2 separate regions of the Mus musculus genome follow, and region 2 is linked to region 1. A link is a contact called in public promoter capture Hi-C data. All regions are on one chromosome and are shown on one strand. The core of a region is the stretch at or near the end of the contact, and the rest is flanking DNA. Distances in the headings are between cores, read along the strand shown. Region 1 overlaps Asap2 (ArfGAP with SH3 domain, ankyrin repeat and PH domain 2). Region 2 holds the start of Cpsf3 (cleavage and polyadenylation specificity factor 3).

Evidence for each region. Promoter capture Hi-C pulls out the DNA fragments that hold promoters and counts their contacts.
Region 2: a contact with region 1 is called in a promoter capture Hi-C map of liver. The contact joins the promoter of Cpsf3 here to the enhancer-like site in region 1. A contact is called at or near these places in 23 of 39 promoter capture datasets (the 3T3-L1 cell line, 3T3-L1-derived adipocytes, the C10 cell line and 14 more), 1 of 15 datasets of contacts at CTCF or cohesin (the NIH/3T3 cell line), 9 of 484 Hi-C or Micro-C datasets (the N1E-115 cell line, the Patski cell line, Sertoli cells and 4 more), 17 of 115 datasets of contacts at active chromatin or transcription factors (the SCID.adh cell line, acute myeloid leukemia, bone marrow-derived macrophages and 8 more) and 4 of 9 other capture datasets (adipose tissue, embryonic stem cells, liver and 1 more).

The regions. Positions count from the first base shown.
Region 1 is chr12:21,132,212-21,140,044 of GRCm38.p6, forward strand. All of the region lies in intron 1 of Asap2 (ArfGAP with SH3 domain, ankyrin repeat and PH domain 2), which reads left to right. Among named protein-coding and RNA genes, the nearest start is that of Asap2, 24 kb to the left of the region's middle. Within about 2 kb of position 4,395, at least 139 of the 459 cell types and tissues checked have an H3K27ac peak or open chromatin away from gene starts, as enhancers often do. A contact at or near this core is called in 3T3-L1-derived adipocytes, the N1E-115 cell line, the NIH/3T3 cell line and 13 more, where this site is marked.
Region 2 is chr12:21,283,441-21,291,273 of GRCm38.p6, forward strand. It overlaps Cpsf3 (cleavage and polyadenylation specificity factor 3), which reads left to right and starts at 2,857. Exons shown (of 18, transcript NM_018813.3): 1 at 2,857-3,104; 2 at 6,808-6,871. The coding sequence starts at 3,055. It overlaps Itgb1bp1 (integrin beta 1 binding protein 1), which reads right to left and starts at 2,844. Exons shown (of 7, transcript NM_008403.5): 1 at 2,666-2,844. Gm25821 (a small nucleolar RNA gene) reads left to right here and starts at 4,487; the gene lies at 4,487-4,619.

The sequences.
Region 1 (7,833 bases), core at 3,145-5,644:
GAATGGACAGGGTCTGGCAGGCAATCCAAAGGACCAGTGATGGGGATGTGTGCAGACTGTCATAGACCAGCACCAACATGGCTGGCGTGTTTACCTTATAGAAACATGGCAGGAACTCCCGGCTGAGCTCGGGACCTGGGGTGGAGTTGGAACCTGCAGAACTCTAAGCTCTTTCTCCCTAGAAGGAAAGCCCACAGCTGTTCCGCAAGTGGTGACTGGGAGACCAGTCTCCTCAGGGAGCGCCAGAGGGAGAGAACTGTGTCCACATGTTATCAGGGCTCTGCTGCTGCTGCTGCTGCTGCAGGGAGTGGAGATGCTAAATATAGTGTTTGCATCTTCTGAGCTACCTGCATACATCAGGAAGGAAGAGAAGCTTAATTTTCTCTGAAGCAAAGGCTGCCAGGAAGATGCCTGCCTTTCTAATCAGGGGGGTTCTGGCAAGGGCATTGAGGACGAGGACGGCAGCAGTGTCCACAATGGCAGCAAAGCCAGGTGCAGTGTTTACTGTCTCACTGAAAGCGTGGGGGCGGGGTCCCGTGGCAGGGGGGATGTCTTTGGCTTACTCCTCGGTTGATGATGGACCAGCTTGCTTCCTGGCAGCCGAATCTCTCCCTCCCGGAGTGGAGATGGCTGGTTTGCGGTTCTCAGTTGGTGACTTTCCTTGAACCACTTCCTTTCCTTTTCTTCCCGTGCCCAAATGTGCAGGAGGAATTTCCTCTTCCCACCAACAGACCGGAAAGGAAGGGAAGGCAACATTGCTCATTTCTGTCTGCTGCCAAGAACCCCCTGCCAAAAAAACGACCACTTCTCTTCCAGGCCACAGGTGACAGTGTCCTTCAGGTTCTCGGAGGGGGTTTCTGCCTCTGCCTTCTCTGACCTTGACCAAGAGGAGTCTGCTGTAGCCCTTAATGTCAGGCCACTTCTCGACATGCACCTGGTGTGGCAGGGGCTGGGCCTGGTCACCATGTGGTTTTCTTAGCAAGATGCCAGGGAACACCTGTCACTGTGATGTGCAGCTCCCACCTCCTCCACAGCTCCAGGTCAGAGCCTGGCTCCTGCCCAGCTAGGCCTCACTCACTGCCTTGATCCCAGCTTCTCCTTGGGCCTGTCCGGTGTTTGGGTGTCTCTGGCATCCACACTCTATCTCCACACTTATGCTGCTGGTTGGTGGATCTGTCTCCTCTTCTCGCTGGAGATGTGCCTTCCTAGGGGCTTTTCCCCTGCTGCCCTTGAGGGTCAGGTGCCCTTCCTGCAGTAGGTGAGGGATTCTTTCTTCCCTCAGCCCTAGCCATTACTGCCCTTTCTGGAAGTGACATCTGTAGCCAGCACTTCTGGCCTCCTGCTGTATCTCCTAGTCTGTAAATTACTCTGCTGCTTTAATTTTCCTTGACCTGGACCCCCTTTCTCTTCCTGCAGCCCAGCTCACAGCCCTGCCATTATCAGCCAGACTATTCAATAGCTTCTGTCTCCGCTGGAGTTCAGAACTTGACCTTTTTAGTTAGAACCCGAGTCTGGCCCCATCTCTTCTAAAACCCATCTGCTTTCTCTTTCCTGGTCATCTAAGATAGACCTTCAGCCCATTCACCAGAAGGAGGTCACTGGCTTCAGCCAGAAAAAAACTTGTATATTCTTGTCTCCCTTTACCTTATTAAATCATAAATCTTATGGGGACAAGGACCTGAGAGCTCTCAGCACCCTGAATTGTGCCCGGGACATCACACGTGGTTAAGAAATATTTGTGATTTGGTGTTGGTGGCTCACCCTTGTAATTCCAGCACCCCGGGAGCTCACAGGAGGGATTCTGATCAGAAACCAACAAGAGACAAGAAAGTATTTGTAAACACTTAAAAGTAATCAGCAAATCCAGCGTAGGTGGCAGGGGGTGGCGCCCCCTTCCTGGGAGTTGTGGAGTTACTGGTTCTAGGAAAGCTTGCAGTTTAAAGGTTGAATTTGGAGCTGGGTGTGGTGACGCACGCCTTTTAAACCCAGTGCACTGGAGGAAGACGCAGTCAGAACTCTGTGAGTTTGAGGCCAACCTGGTCTACAAAGAGAGTTCCAGGAAAAAAAAAAAAAAAAAAGCAAGAGGCTGTTTGAGCCAGTTTCACCCTGTGTGGGAGGAGCAGGGAGGAAGAAATTCCAGGTTAAACACTCCCAGCTGCTGTTTATTCCAGATCCACGGCTAGCAGAGCTCCGAATGGCTGCCCGTGAGGGTGGGGAAGAAGCTGCCAGTCTGTGTTCCGGGTTTCTTTCACTCAGTGGGACCAAGTTTGCTCTGTGTTAGGAGATTGAGAGATAGGGCTTTGAAAGGGTCTGATTCATCAGTCATTGTTCGGGAGGACTGGGAGGTTAACTCTGGCGGTAGCTTCTGATAGGGATCTGCAGCTATAATGGAGACCTGTATTATGCTAGGGCTTTGAAGATTCTGTGGAGCAGTGATGAGCAGGGGCACCACCTGTGCTCTCGGCCTGCTCTCCTGCCCTTCCGATTGTCTCGTGGCAATGAGCCGGCAGTGTAGGTTATGCTGATGAAAGGCTTTTTACTAAAGCGCTCCTTGTTTCTTTATAGGCTCAATAGCTGTTTAGTGTTTGTGACTCCCCCTCCCATCTCCACCCCCTGCCCAAAGAAGGGGCTTTTTATAAATTCTTCAGATTTCATTCTTTAGTAATACTTATGAGTATGGTGGGCTGGGATTACTATGTTTTAAAAGAAAATGCAGAGAAAGGGTACAGTTGGCCTGTTTCCTACAGAGCTTGTGTTCTGCCTTAGCCTGAACAGTGCTCAGAGCATCTGTCTATCTGCCTTGAAGCCTGCTGGACTTGAACTCCAGTCGCTGGCTTCACCTGCTGACACTGTTGTGACCCGGGGAAACACCTCATTTACTTGTTTAAGGAATACTTATATTGCACTTACCGCATACCTGACATGGTGACGGTGCTCAGTGAGTGTTTGTTTTTTTAAAGATTTATTTATTTATTATATGTAAGTACACTGTAGCTGTCTTCAGACACTCCGGAAGACGAAGTCAGAGTTGTTAAGAGGATGGTTGTGAGCCACCATGTGGTTGCTGGGATTTAAACTCAGGACCTTCAGAAGAGCTGAGCCATGTCTCCAGTCCTCTCAGTGAGTGTTAAACACAGTCTGTGTGTGTTGTCATCTCATCCACGTTTAGAGAAGAAAGGGTGCCCAAGAGATGTTGAAAAGCCGGAGGTCCAGGCCAGCTCAGTCTTGGGTTCCACTTTGTCCTGACTCTGACTGTCCCACCTGTCATCTCTCTGGGTTTGAATTTTGAATCTGTAAGACTGGAGACATTCGTAGTTTGGCTGCCCTGAGTCAGGATTGCTGTAGGAGCAGTTGGTCCATGAGCCCTGCTGAGTGGTAAGAGTATCTCAAAATTACATGAGGAGCCAGAAACTGTTGGGACACTTGGAAAGCCAACCTGTGGGGCTGGAGGAAACACGCAGATCCTGACCAAAGTCTCCAAAGCAGGCTCTGCCCACAGTGTGAATCCAGGAGCTGGAACTCTCATTCCAAGTCCCAGGGCTGGTGGAACTGAGGAGCAGAAAGGTGGACCTGCCTAGCACCAGATGGCTGTGTTACTGAGTTGGATACATCTGGGGTAGTCCAGCTTACAGGCTGATCAGCCTGAGGCTGTGGGGCTCTTTGCAAAGGCCCAGCCAACGGCCACTTCCGGCCCTGTAAATTCCTGATTAGCTTTCCATATTGTCTTTTTGTTCATTCTCTTTAGAAATTCGCTCCCACACCTTCCTTCCATTGCATTTCTAGAAATATCCCACTTTTCATGACTCACTGATTGAACATATCCTGTTTGGGGAAGTGTTCAGAGGAATTTCAGAGCGGGCACGTTGACTGCCAGTGATAAGTGGTGCAGACAGGAGCCTGGGAGCCGGCTCTCCCAGCCTCCCCCAAGGCCCCAGACAAGGAGTGCAGCTCCTGTTCTCAACCGACACACCCACTGACACACCCACTGCAGTTTTCCCTTCAGGCTGTGAGTAGGAACCTGAGTGTGGCTAGAGTGACTGATGTCCACTGAATCAAATCAGAGATGGTGCCTGGAGTTTGAACCTGGCTGGGTGGGATGACCTTTTGAACCACACAGATGCCCTGTCTTCCTGGTATCAGGATTGTATCATGGAGCAGGGAGGGGCTGTGTCCCTGGAGACACAGTCACTCCCAGAACCTCATGTATGAGGAGAGGCCAGGAGGCCTTGCAGGATGGCAGTGTTATGCATGGAGCACAGAATGCCAGCCTTGTCTTTGGATGCTCCGATTTTGCTCACGGCCTTGTTTGTTATTTCACAAGCTAGAATGTTGCTCCCAGTCTCCAAGGCTGGGTGTGTAGCTCATGCCAAAATCCTTCTCTTTTGTATAGCCAAAGGCTCTTGGCAGGCTTACACTGTGGCAGAGGACAGGCAGTGAAGTAAGAGGAAGAAAAAGCTGGGGCAGCCTCAGGCACAGCAGAGGCCATGGTGTGCTGGTGGCTGAGAAGTAGCTGGATGCTGAGATGTTGCTCCTGTTGAGTGGCAGTGTAGTCAGATAGGCTGTGAGGATGGTGTTGAGAAAACAGTCAGCCAGTTTTGCAAGGTGCTTTGAATCCAAAGGTGCCTCAAGATGCAGAAAGTGGTTGAGAGGCAAGCTGTGTAGGTCTCCTCGAGAATGGGGTAGGTGGTGGGACGAGAGAGGTGCTGCTGAGTCTGGGCAGCTGTGATTCAGAGGGATTCTCGGCAAGGTCTGGAGACATGTTTGAGTGCTCAGGGCAAGGGGTGCTTCTGGCGTCTAGTGGGTGAAGCCAAAGGTGCTACCAAATGTCCCATAGTGCACAAGAATGCCTGGGCCACGGAGAACACTACTGTTCTTAGTGTTGTTAATTCTGAGGTCCAAAGACCCTGCGCTGGGTGGTCCCAGATCACTGGAGAAGAGAGAAGGACCTTGGCGGATCTGAGTAGCTATGTGTGTGTGTATGAGTTCATGTATATTTGAGTGTGCAGTATACGCATGTGTATATGTTTGGTGTGCACATGTGTGGAGACCGAGGCTGATATGTATCTTACTTGATTGCAGCCATATATGTATTATATATTATAAATTATATATGTGAAATAATATTATTTTATTTTTTGAGACAGAGCCTCTCACTGATTGGTGAGACTAGCCAACTGGCAAGCTCCAGGGACTCGCCCATCTCTGTCTTCCCACCATTTGCCTTCAAACCTGGCATTTTCTGTGAATGCTGGAGATCCAGACTCAGGTCCCGTGCTTTAGTGGTGAGCACTTGACCCAGTGAGCATCTCTCCAGATTTGTATAAGCTGAAGTCTGTAGGTAATTGAGCACCACAAGGCAAAGACCATGTTTTCAGGACGCCTGGTGACATTAAGTCTGTGGAGACCTTCAAAGAGATGGATTAAAATGATGATTCTCCTAGACTCCTGATGTAGCTCCATCTTAGTTATGATTACATTTCATTGACGCGTGTGTGTGTGTGTGAACATGTACCTGTATCCACTGAGCCACCCTGCTCACTCCTGTAGCCTCATCTTTGCATTATTATTATTTTATATTTTTAATTTGAAATGTGCCCAATACCAAATGTATTTTGGAGAGTGTTCCAAACCAGAATCTTTTGTGTTAAGAAGATTAATAAAACTAAAATGGTATAAACACTCTTAATTTAGTGTTTATTAAATAGGAGGGCCTTATCAAAGAGCCAAGGGGAATTTAAAGATTGGTGGAATTAATTTAAAGTATTAAAAGCCAGTACATGATTGTGTATGCCCCAGTCCCTCCCTCTTTCTCTCTCAGATACACAGTGCATTCTTCCTCCTCCTCCTCCTTCTCCTCCTCTTCCTCCTCCTCCTCGTCCTTCAAGACAGGGTCTCTATAACCTAGGTCGGTTTCAAATTCTCATGCCACCATCCCCCACCCCACCCCCAACTAGGATCATGAACATGCATCACCACACCTGGCCACAGTTAATTATTATTATTTGCATTCTTTTCTGCATGTATATATGTATGTGTATTGCATTCATGCTTGGAGCCCGTAGAAAGGTCAGAAGAGGGTGTCAGGAGCTTGGATGGCTGAGAACCAAACCAGGGTCCACTGCAAGAGCAAACAGTACCCTTAACCACTGGGCCATCTCTCCAGCCCCCTAATTATTGTTTTCCTTTAGTCTCTTTGTCTTTAACAGGGAATGGGTTTATTCTAAGTACATGCTGACTGCTCCTGGTCTACTTCTCCTTTAATGCTCTGTGTTAAGCTGACAGAGCTTAGGCTATGTCCTCTTCTGAGAGAGCGGTGGAGGACTTTTGAGACAGACCCGAGTGTCAGCAAGATCCCTCTGAACCAGTGTGGGTGCAGACGGGGCTGGGGTAGGAGATGGGTAGGTGTCTGGGCATGGGGGAGGAAGGGAGGGATAGTGTGGACAGGAGGAACAGGCTGACCTCAGTCTGTGGGGGCTGAGGAAGGGATGGAGTCCAGGAAAAAACCCTTTCTGGTTTGAGTGGGTGGACAATTTAAAATTGTTAGGGAAGAGGAAAAAGTCTGCCTTCAGTGTGTTTTGATAGTTAATGCTGCTCCGGGACTTTTGCTTTTTAAACAGTCAGTGAAAATGAGAAGTTTGAACAGGCTAGATTAGGACATTTCCCATTGATGTAAATTTTAAATGAAAACACACTTGATACTTTTGGCCAGACGAAGCCAGTTCTGCTTGTTTCTAGACTCTAAGAAGCCTCGGCTTGGGCTCAGCTGTAGCTAGGTTTGATGATGAGTCCTCAGGAGGGAGGTGGCGCTTGCTGCTGGCCCAGTATGTATAGTATGCTGCAGCCTACTCCAGCCTCTGTCCTTCTTCCTTTGATTGTCAGAGTAGCCATTGTGCCCATCCAAAGCAGGATTGCTGGGTAAGGTAAGGCTCAGGGTCTAGCCTGAGGTTCCAAGTGTGCCGTTCTTCAGGCAGGCCTGTGCCTGGATGCAGGATTCCTCCTTCCTCAGAGGGAGGAGTCACACAGCTGTGCTGGGATTATATGTATGGATCACTTTGTTAGTTATGTATATAAATTACAAATCCAAATTATATGCAGTTTTGAATTTGTTCCATCTCAACAGCGTCTGTTTGATCTTTGGCAGAATTTTGTATGTATGTTGGGCAAGTCATTTTCTCTGCTGGAGCCACCTCAGTTTCCCTATGACATTACAGAGCCAGGCTTAGGGAGGCCCCTTGGTGTGTCAGTTGGACTTCTAGCACTGCATTTCTGTGTTATTAACGCTTACCCATAAAGTTTTGCTTTTCACACTGGGTCTCACCCTTGAGACAGTCACCCTGCCTCAGCCTCCATCCATGTATTGAGATTAGAGACTGGAGAGACACTTGATGGTGGCTCACAGCTGGAGAGCGAGTGCTGTAGCCATTCACTTTATATGGCCTGTGTGCGGCCTCAGGAAGCTGGAAGCTTCACATCCCTTGTATTATTTCCAGTGCCTTCCTCAGGACTTCTTCTGACTCACGGGTCCCCAATCAGGAAGCTGGCCTGGGTGGGGGGAACTCCACTGCCTCCTGCTGCATTGCCCGAGGAAGACAGCAGGGCTGCAGCCTGTTGGCTGTGGAGTAGTGAGACATTTGCTTCCTTTCCCACAACCCTTTATTCTGTGGTGTAATTTATATGCATTAAAATTCACCAGTTTTTGATTTGAGAGTGCTTTTTGGGAATCACTACCATAATTATGCTATAGATGTGTCCTTTAGGAGCCTTTAAGAGCCCTCTTGATGGTTTGGTGGTTTCCATAGCGATTTGTAGACTGCTGGGTGTTTTCCATGTACT
Region 2 (7,833 bases), core at 1,607-4,106, 150 kb after region 1:
AGCTGAACATTATATCTAGTGTGAGTGCTACAGAAATAGTTGATATGATGTATTATTTACAAAATAATGATAAGGAAAGTCTCCACTTCTTTGGTACAGTGGAATTTCGGTCTTGTTTTTACAACACCTCTTTAAAAATCTGGGCTTGTTTAAACCTGAGCATGCAGAACCCATTAGCTGTGGAGAGATGACTACAAATTTAAATGCATATTTCTTTTTAAAAAAAAAAATTACTTATTTATTTTATATATGTGAGTTCACTATAGCTGTCTTCAGACACACCAGAAGAGGGCATCAGATCCCATTTCAGATGGTTGTGAGCCACCGAGTGGTTGCTGGGCATTGAACTCAGGATCTCTGGTAGAGCAGTCAGTGCTCTTAACCGCTGGACCATCTTTCCAGCCCCCATATTTCTATATTAATTTTTAAAGTTACTTAATAAAATGTGGTTCTGCTGGGCAGTGGTGGCGCACACCTTTAATCCCAGTACTTGGGAGGCAGAGGCAGCTGGATTTCTGAGTTTGAGGCCAGCCTGGTCTACAGAGTGAGTTCCACAGCCTGGGCTATACAGAGAAACCCTGTCTCGAAAAGACAAAAAAAAAAAAAGTGGTTCTGTTGTTAGAATCTTAAAGCATCCCCACAGATCCTTGGCGATGATTGGATATCACCAAGGCCTTTGCAACTTCTCAAAACTTGCTCTGCAGCATCAATCCAGGAACTGAGATGGGGAAAGAACTGGTTAGTCTTTGATATCTGCTGCTGTTCTGGGTGTATGTACTTAATCAAATTGTTCTTGCTTCTAAATTATTCATGCTTAAAAATGAGCCAGGGGATGCTATCTGTCAGCTGAAAGTTACACAGATTCATCAAATGCAAAAACTGCCAGAGGCTCCGACCTGCTCCTCCCTCGTCTCTCCCACTCAGGCAATTAAGCCATCACTGGTAGGAACCAGAAAATCATCAATCCCTCACTGTTCTTCAACCTTCACATCCAACTAAGGACCAGGATCCCAGGTCCATGGCAGACTCTGCCTCAGCTTGGTAACCAGCCCCACATCTTTGGGGGGAACTAATGGCATTCTTTCAGCGTGAATGTGATGATCCTCAATCTATAGAAAACGCCCAAGTTCACAGTCTGACACACTTAAAGAATCCACACACCCACTATAGAGGCTTTGTGGGTAAAAGCCCTTACTTTTAAAAAAAGAAAAGGTGTGTGTAGGAGTAGATTGCCCCTGGAGCTGGTGTTGAGCCACAAGCACCAAAACTTGGATCCTCAATAAGACAGGTAGATGCTCTTATCCACTGAGTCAGCTCTCTGAATGAATGATCTTGTCCTACAGAACTCCTTGTGGCTCTAAGGTCTGCCTCCACATTTTAGCCACAAAAAGAAGGAGGAGGGGGGCTGGAGAGGTGGCTCAGCGGGTAAGAGCACTGACTGCTCTTCCCGAAGGTCCTGAGTTCAATTCCCAGCAACCACATGGTGGCTCACAACCACCCGTGATGAGGTCTGGCGCCCTCTTCTGGTGCATCTGAAGACAGCTACGGTGTACTTACATATAATAATAAATAAATCTTTAAAAAAAAAAAAGAAGGAGGAGGAGGAGGAGGAGGAGGAAAAGAAGATAACAATGATTTCTTTCAAACACAGATCAGAGCTCAGTATTATTAGGCCGTTGTTCACCGGTGTCCTACTAAGATTTGACTACTAAGATTTGACTAAGGAAGGTCAAATCCCTCCAGCAAGAACCCACCCAGGGCTCTCCAACCACTCTCTCTCAAGCTTGTCTTCAACAATGAGCTACACATCTCTCAGGAACGCAAAGCCACTTTGGTTCTGAGCGGTTCTAAGCTCCTGTATGTTCTTATACTATCTAACTTTCCCTCCCACAGAACTCTCATTTTGTAAGTTCCTTGGCAACTACTTGCCTCGCACAACTTATTTCGGGCCTTTTAAAGAAAGCCTTCCTTGGACTTTCAGGTTGGACTAAAAGACATCAGATCACAGCATTAAAATGTCATCTTCTTCTTTAAACTCCCACTCCCTCAACTAACTAGTGCAAGGCGAGGCTGAATTGGTTCTCAGTAGATAGACAGTATAGCGGAAGAGGACTCGTTACAGGGTTCTGACAATTGCCCTAGGAGGTGATATCCAATAACGTCGCCAAGATGCTCCAGAAACCGCTAGCCCTCACTCTGGCCCATCTGGAGCAGCCGGTCCCTAGGGTCATCGGAGCCTTCCGAGCAGTGAGAACGCCCAGCTGCATTCACGTGAGTCAACCAAGCCAGAGATTCAATAACTTGTCCCACATCACAAAGTTTACTTGGGGACCCCGACAAGATCAGGCTTCCAAAGCTCTGCACACATGCCTCGCACAAGTGAGGATGTAGACAGCTAACTCCAACCCCACCTGGGTGCAGCAACAAGCAGAGGGAGGCCTCAGGGTCTTGCGGAGCCTGGTCCCCGGGGAGGCAGGCGGTAGACCTGTCACGGGAACGCGGGTCCCTCCCTGACCGGGCGCCGAGCTCCTCTTCCTTTCCCCGGTTTGCACTCTGTCGGTGCCTCAGCCTCGGGACGTGGAGGGAATGGGAGGACGGCGGGCTGCGGGGTACTCCCCACACACCCGCACCCTCTGGCCCGGCTGAGGCGAGGCCCGGTTCTCACCTCGCCTCCTCGGCTCGTTCCCCGGTCGCCCCGGTCTCGCGGGGTGTGGGATGGTCCAGCGGCGGCGGCCGGTAGGTTATTCCAGTTCGTATTCCAGCTCCGGCTTTGCCAGTTTTCCTGCCCTGGTCCGCTGGGCCACGCCCCTATCATGCGCAGGCGCAGTCTTTAGGCCGCGCCTCCAGTTCCTTAACCGCACCTCCGGGAACCTAAAGAACCTCGTTCTCGAACCGGAAGTTGGAGGGCCGAATCTAGCTCCGGGAACGCTAGAGCGCCGGAAGTTGTGTGTTGGTGGTGGGGGTTTTTTCTTCTTTGGTTTGCAGTAGCTGTGCTTTGAATTTAGAGACTGCGGCGACGAGTTCGTGGTCCACGCTGCTCCTGAGACTGCCAGGATGTCTGCGATTCCTGCAGAGGAGAGCGACCAGCTGCTGATCCGACCCCTGTAAGGGATGCGCTAGAGAGGGAGCGAGCCCCCCTCCCCGTATGTGTGAGAGCCTGGAGGGACCCCCGCGGAGGCAGCTGCGGGTCCAGCCTCTCAGGTTCAAGGGATTTGGAGAACATTGATCGATGGGCTATCTAGGTTGAATGTCATTTTTCCTTCAGTCTCGGGGAGGGTATTTTGGGGAAAAAAAATCCAGGTCATTGGGTGTTTTCATAAAGAAAGGGTTGCCAATTAACACAAGTCTGGATCTCGTACATCAGAGCAAGCCTTGAGGGAACCGACAGATAGAGGACACTGCAAGGAAGAACTGCATCTGCCTCCTTTCCAGGACCCTACACGTGCTCAGATGGGCGGGGAAATTAAAGACGTGGTGTATGTACTTTGAGAGCTCAGACCTTAGCAGAAGGTAGGAGGAAATTGGAGAGGGGAAAGCTGAGGCGTTTCCGCGAGAAATTAAGAGCTAAATCACCATAAAAGATTGGTTTTAGTGGAAATGGCGTTCTGGAATATTTTGTAGAGAATTGCCTCACACATTTAAAGGTGCAGAACGTACTGGATGAGCGGTGAGACTCATCCAATACACGTGGTTGTTGTTCAGCATGAGACACTATTTGGCACCACATGAATGTGTACATTTTCAAAGGCCGGAAACTATCTCCTTTACCCACTCATAAAGTAAGATTTACTGAGCACTTACCAATGAATGTACCCAAGTGATGCTGTCATCTCCCTATATACACTAAGCAAATATCAAACAAAATCACCAGGCATGGGCTGAGTTCATTGATTTCACGCCTTTGGTGAAATTGTAAAGTGGGGAGTGCTGGAATGAGTTTGTGAAAATAGACAGCTACGTTGGTGTCAGACCTGAAACCCAGTCTTCCTGTTTAATACGGAAGTAGCCTCAATGAACCCACTTCCTCATGTGGAAAAAAGCACTCACTGTGAGGAGTGCTTGCTCTTGGGCAGTGCAGTGATACCAGTGACCGTGCTCAGTGCTCATTTTGACATCTGTTTCAGGAGTATAGGTCAGCACTGTGCTGAGTCTCAAAACAGTTGGAAACTCTTCTGACAGATCTCACGCATTCTGGAAATGTGATTGACATTCGAGCTAAGGCTTAAAGAGTTGGAAAAAATTAAAGACAGTATTGGAACCATAATGTTCCAGGCGCACACAAAAGGTTCTGATTTATGGCCAGTTTTACTTTGGTTGCAGGTAACAGATTAGCAGACGGATTGGGGCAGGCTATCTCTACCTTATGAAGGACCTTGTATACATACTAAAGAGCTTGACTGTTTATCACACCAGTTATAGTAAGCCGACAAAAGATTTAAAGCAACTGTGTAATACAGTGGGAATTAGATTAAAGTTGTGGCTACTTTCCCTTTTGAAAGCATTCATTCAGTGGCCTTTTGCTCGTGAGCCACTGAGCTGTCCTGAAGGGGCAGAGTGAAAACATCACTTTTGGGGGAAGTGGTGACATGTTGTTTGCTTCAATCAGTGTTGTGACAAGAAAAACAAAGAACAACTCCAGTGTGGTAGACGAATATGGACGAAGTGAGGAGAATCTGGTAGGATGTAATCACAGTCCAGTCCTGAGTGATGAGAGCTGGTAGCCAGTGAAAGGGGTGGGGGGGAGTAGAAAGGAGTGGATTTGAGGAGTTCAGGAGTAAAGTCTTGACAAGTGGTCAGATGTCATCTGAAGGGACGGTGGCAGGACACAGGCAGAGAGTACACGTCAGGTCTCTTGGTTCTGTACAGGAGGTGCAGCAAGGGAGAAAGTTTGATCTTGTTGTTTGGTGGGAGTTGTAAATATGTAACTTACCATACCTTATAAAGCTGTGCACTTCGATATGCGCTTGTTTGCTTTGGAGTATGTATGTGTCTGTAGGTTTTCTGTTAACATAGAATCTCGCTAGGTAGCACACACTGGCCTGGAACAAACCCATGACAATTCTCTTGCCTCAGTCTCCCAGTGTTAGGATTACAGGAGTGTGTTATCCTGATGAGCTCCAATGGTTTTTAGTGTGTTTGGGGAATTATATAGCCTTTGCTATGACTGTAGTGCCCAATCCCATAGCCGACACCTGCATTACCCTTTCTAAAGAGCACATTAGGCTCCACGCTCAGGTCTCGCCACCCTCCCAAACCTTCAGCAACCACCTGTCTATTTTTCCTTCTCTGTGGAGTTGGCAGTTGAGAAGGTGTCTGAGAAGATGAAACCTGACTGAGACCCAAATGTTCTAAAGGAGCCTGATGTGTAGGGAGCTGAGAACCGAACACTCCAGGAAGAAAGAGCCAGTCCAGGGGCCTGTGAAAACTAGCTTGGCCTACTAAACATGAAGTGCCTGGCAGCAACCCAGCAAAGAGGCTGAAATGGCAGGTACATGTACCAGAGGGCTAGAATTCAGAGCAGTCTGAGCTGCAGACACAGACTCCGAGTTCAACAGCATGTCGGATGCATGAATGGAAAGACCATGAAGTTGGGAAGAGGGCCAGGAGAGACTCTGAGATATTAGCATTCAGAGGTTAGAGAGCCAAGGCAGATAAGTGAAGAAGGGGAAAAAAAAAAAAAAAAACCTGGGAAAGCCAGCAAGACAGACCAGAGTGTGGAGTCAGAGAAGCCAGGAAGTGCTTGAGGGAACACTTAAGCAAGGAAGGTAATGGCTGCCAAGGGGACTGGTTGGGTTAAGGACCAAGTAGAGCTGTTTGCACTTAGCAGCAAGAACAATCTCAGAAAAGTAGCTGGAAAAGGCTGGTAAATAAGAGTGGGGGTTTTTAGGAGGGGTATGTAGACAGGCAGCTCTGTGGGGAAGCTGACTTAAGAACAAAATGAGAATCATGGAGATAAAAATCAAGGAATTTTAATTGAAGACAAAAAAAATGACCATGGAATTTATTCATTTATTTCTTTGAGACAGAGTCTCACTATGTTCCTTGGCTGTCGTGGAGTTCTCTGTAGGTCAGGCTGGCCCCAGATCTACAGCGCTCCACCCACCAGACAGCTTTATTCTCTATCTACCCCCCAAGTGCTAGAATTGCATCCCTATTGTTTCTTACTCTCTGAGTCTGTGGCTAGCCCAGTGGTAAGGGTCTATCTCATCCCTGTTTGCTCCTAGATCACAAGGTCTTTGAGGTCTGATCACTCTGATACACCCGTCCTAGGCAGTTAGTATCACACTTTAGAATTCATTTTGAGCGAGATTTGGGAGGAAATATCCAACAAGCTGTTATTTTTAGCTTAAGGTGTGCCCAAAGGGAAAAGGCTGAAACCATGGCAACCAGGCTAGGTGGTGATAAGCTGATCTCAAGGTAACACTGAAGTGATGGCTTTGTTCTAGAAGGATTACTCAACTGCTTGTTTACATCTTAAAGTCCCACAGTGCCCACCCTCTCTGCCCGCCACACCGAGGATTGCTTTTCACCTTTTCCTACACCGGCACTCACCCTCTGTTTGAACTCTAGAACTGTCCTTCCTCGGGAATTAAGTGACTACTGTCATAACTCGGGCAGTTAAAGTTGTGAAAGAGTTTGAATTTAGTATGTTGAGTGTTACTGTGGTGGGGTGATACAGGTCGTACTGAACACTGACATCGTTGCCGTGGCCCCCAGTGCTGCCGTTGTCCGTGTGTGCCTCCAAACCGAGCTCTGGCTGCTTGATTGCTTTTTAATCACCTTATTTCTCCCCTTGACTGTTTGCAGTGGTGCTGGGCAAGAAGTGGGAAGATCATGTATTATTCTGGAGTTCAAAGGAAGGAAAATCATGGTAATTATTATTGTTGCTGTTATTACTATTTGGTACTGGAAATTGGATTTTGGGCCATGTGTGGGCCAGGCATGTGTCCTACTGCTGAATCACACTCTTAGCCTAGATAGCAATTATTTATGCTGCCAAGAAAACAGTGTAGCTCTGTCTGTACTGGCTGTTAGATCTGTACTACTGAGCTAGTTATCTCTGTAGCCCTATCTGAGAGAGTATGTGTATATGGAGCTAACACTCTGTGCTGAGAGAAAGCCTAACACACTTTGCTTAGTAATTAAAAACATTAAGTAACCTAAAAAGATATATTGTAACACTGTAAAACTGCCAGCTACATCTGCCAGACTGTTGTCTCTTCAAAGTCCTTGTGATTCCCTTGTCTACACAACCTGAGGACCCCACCCCTTTGGAAGACATCAAGGAATTAACTGCCTTCAATGGGTGTCAACTTTGACCACCCCACAAGTGACACCAGTCCTGCTGGCTCTGTCAGGCCCATCTCTTTGCCTGAGAGGCTAGGCTGAAGGATCAGGAGCACTGGTTCCAAAGGTCCCAGGAGAAAGGGGGACACTGGCTCTAGTTCCTTGATGCTCCTTTTTTTAGTTTTCTAGGTTTGTTTTGTTTTGTTTTAAGATTTATTTTTTTATTTAATGTATGTGAGTACACTGTAGCTGCCTTCAAACACACCAGAAGAGGGCATCAGATCTCATTAAAGATGTTTCTGAGATGTGGAATTGAACTTAGGACCCCTGGAAGAGCATCCACTTAAACACTGAGCCATCTCTCTAGTCCCTAGTTCTCTTAGTCTTAAAAGAACCACCATGTGTCCACCAAAGTCACCTAATTAAAAAATTATGTTACGTGTATGGGTATTTGGCTTGTATGGGTATCTGTGCACCATGTTTGTGCCTGGTGCCTGCAGAGGCCAGGAAAGGGCAGTGACTCTCCTAGAAATACAGTTATAGATG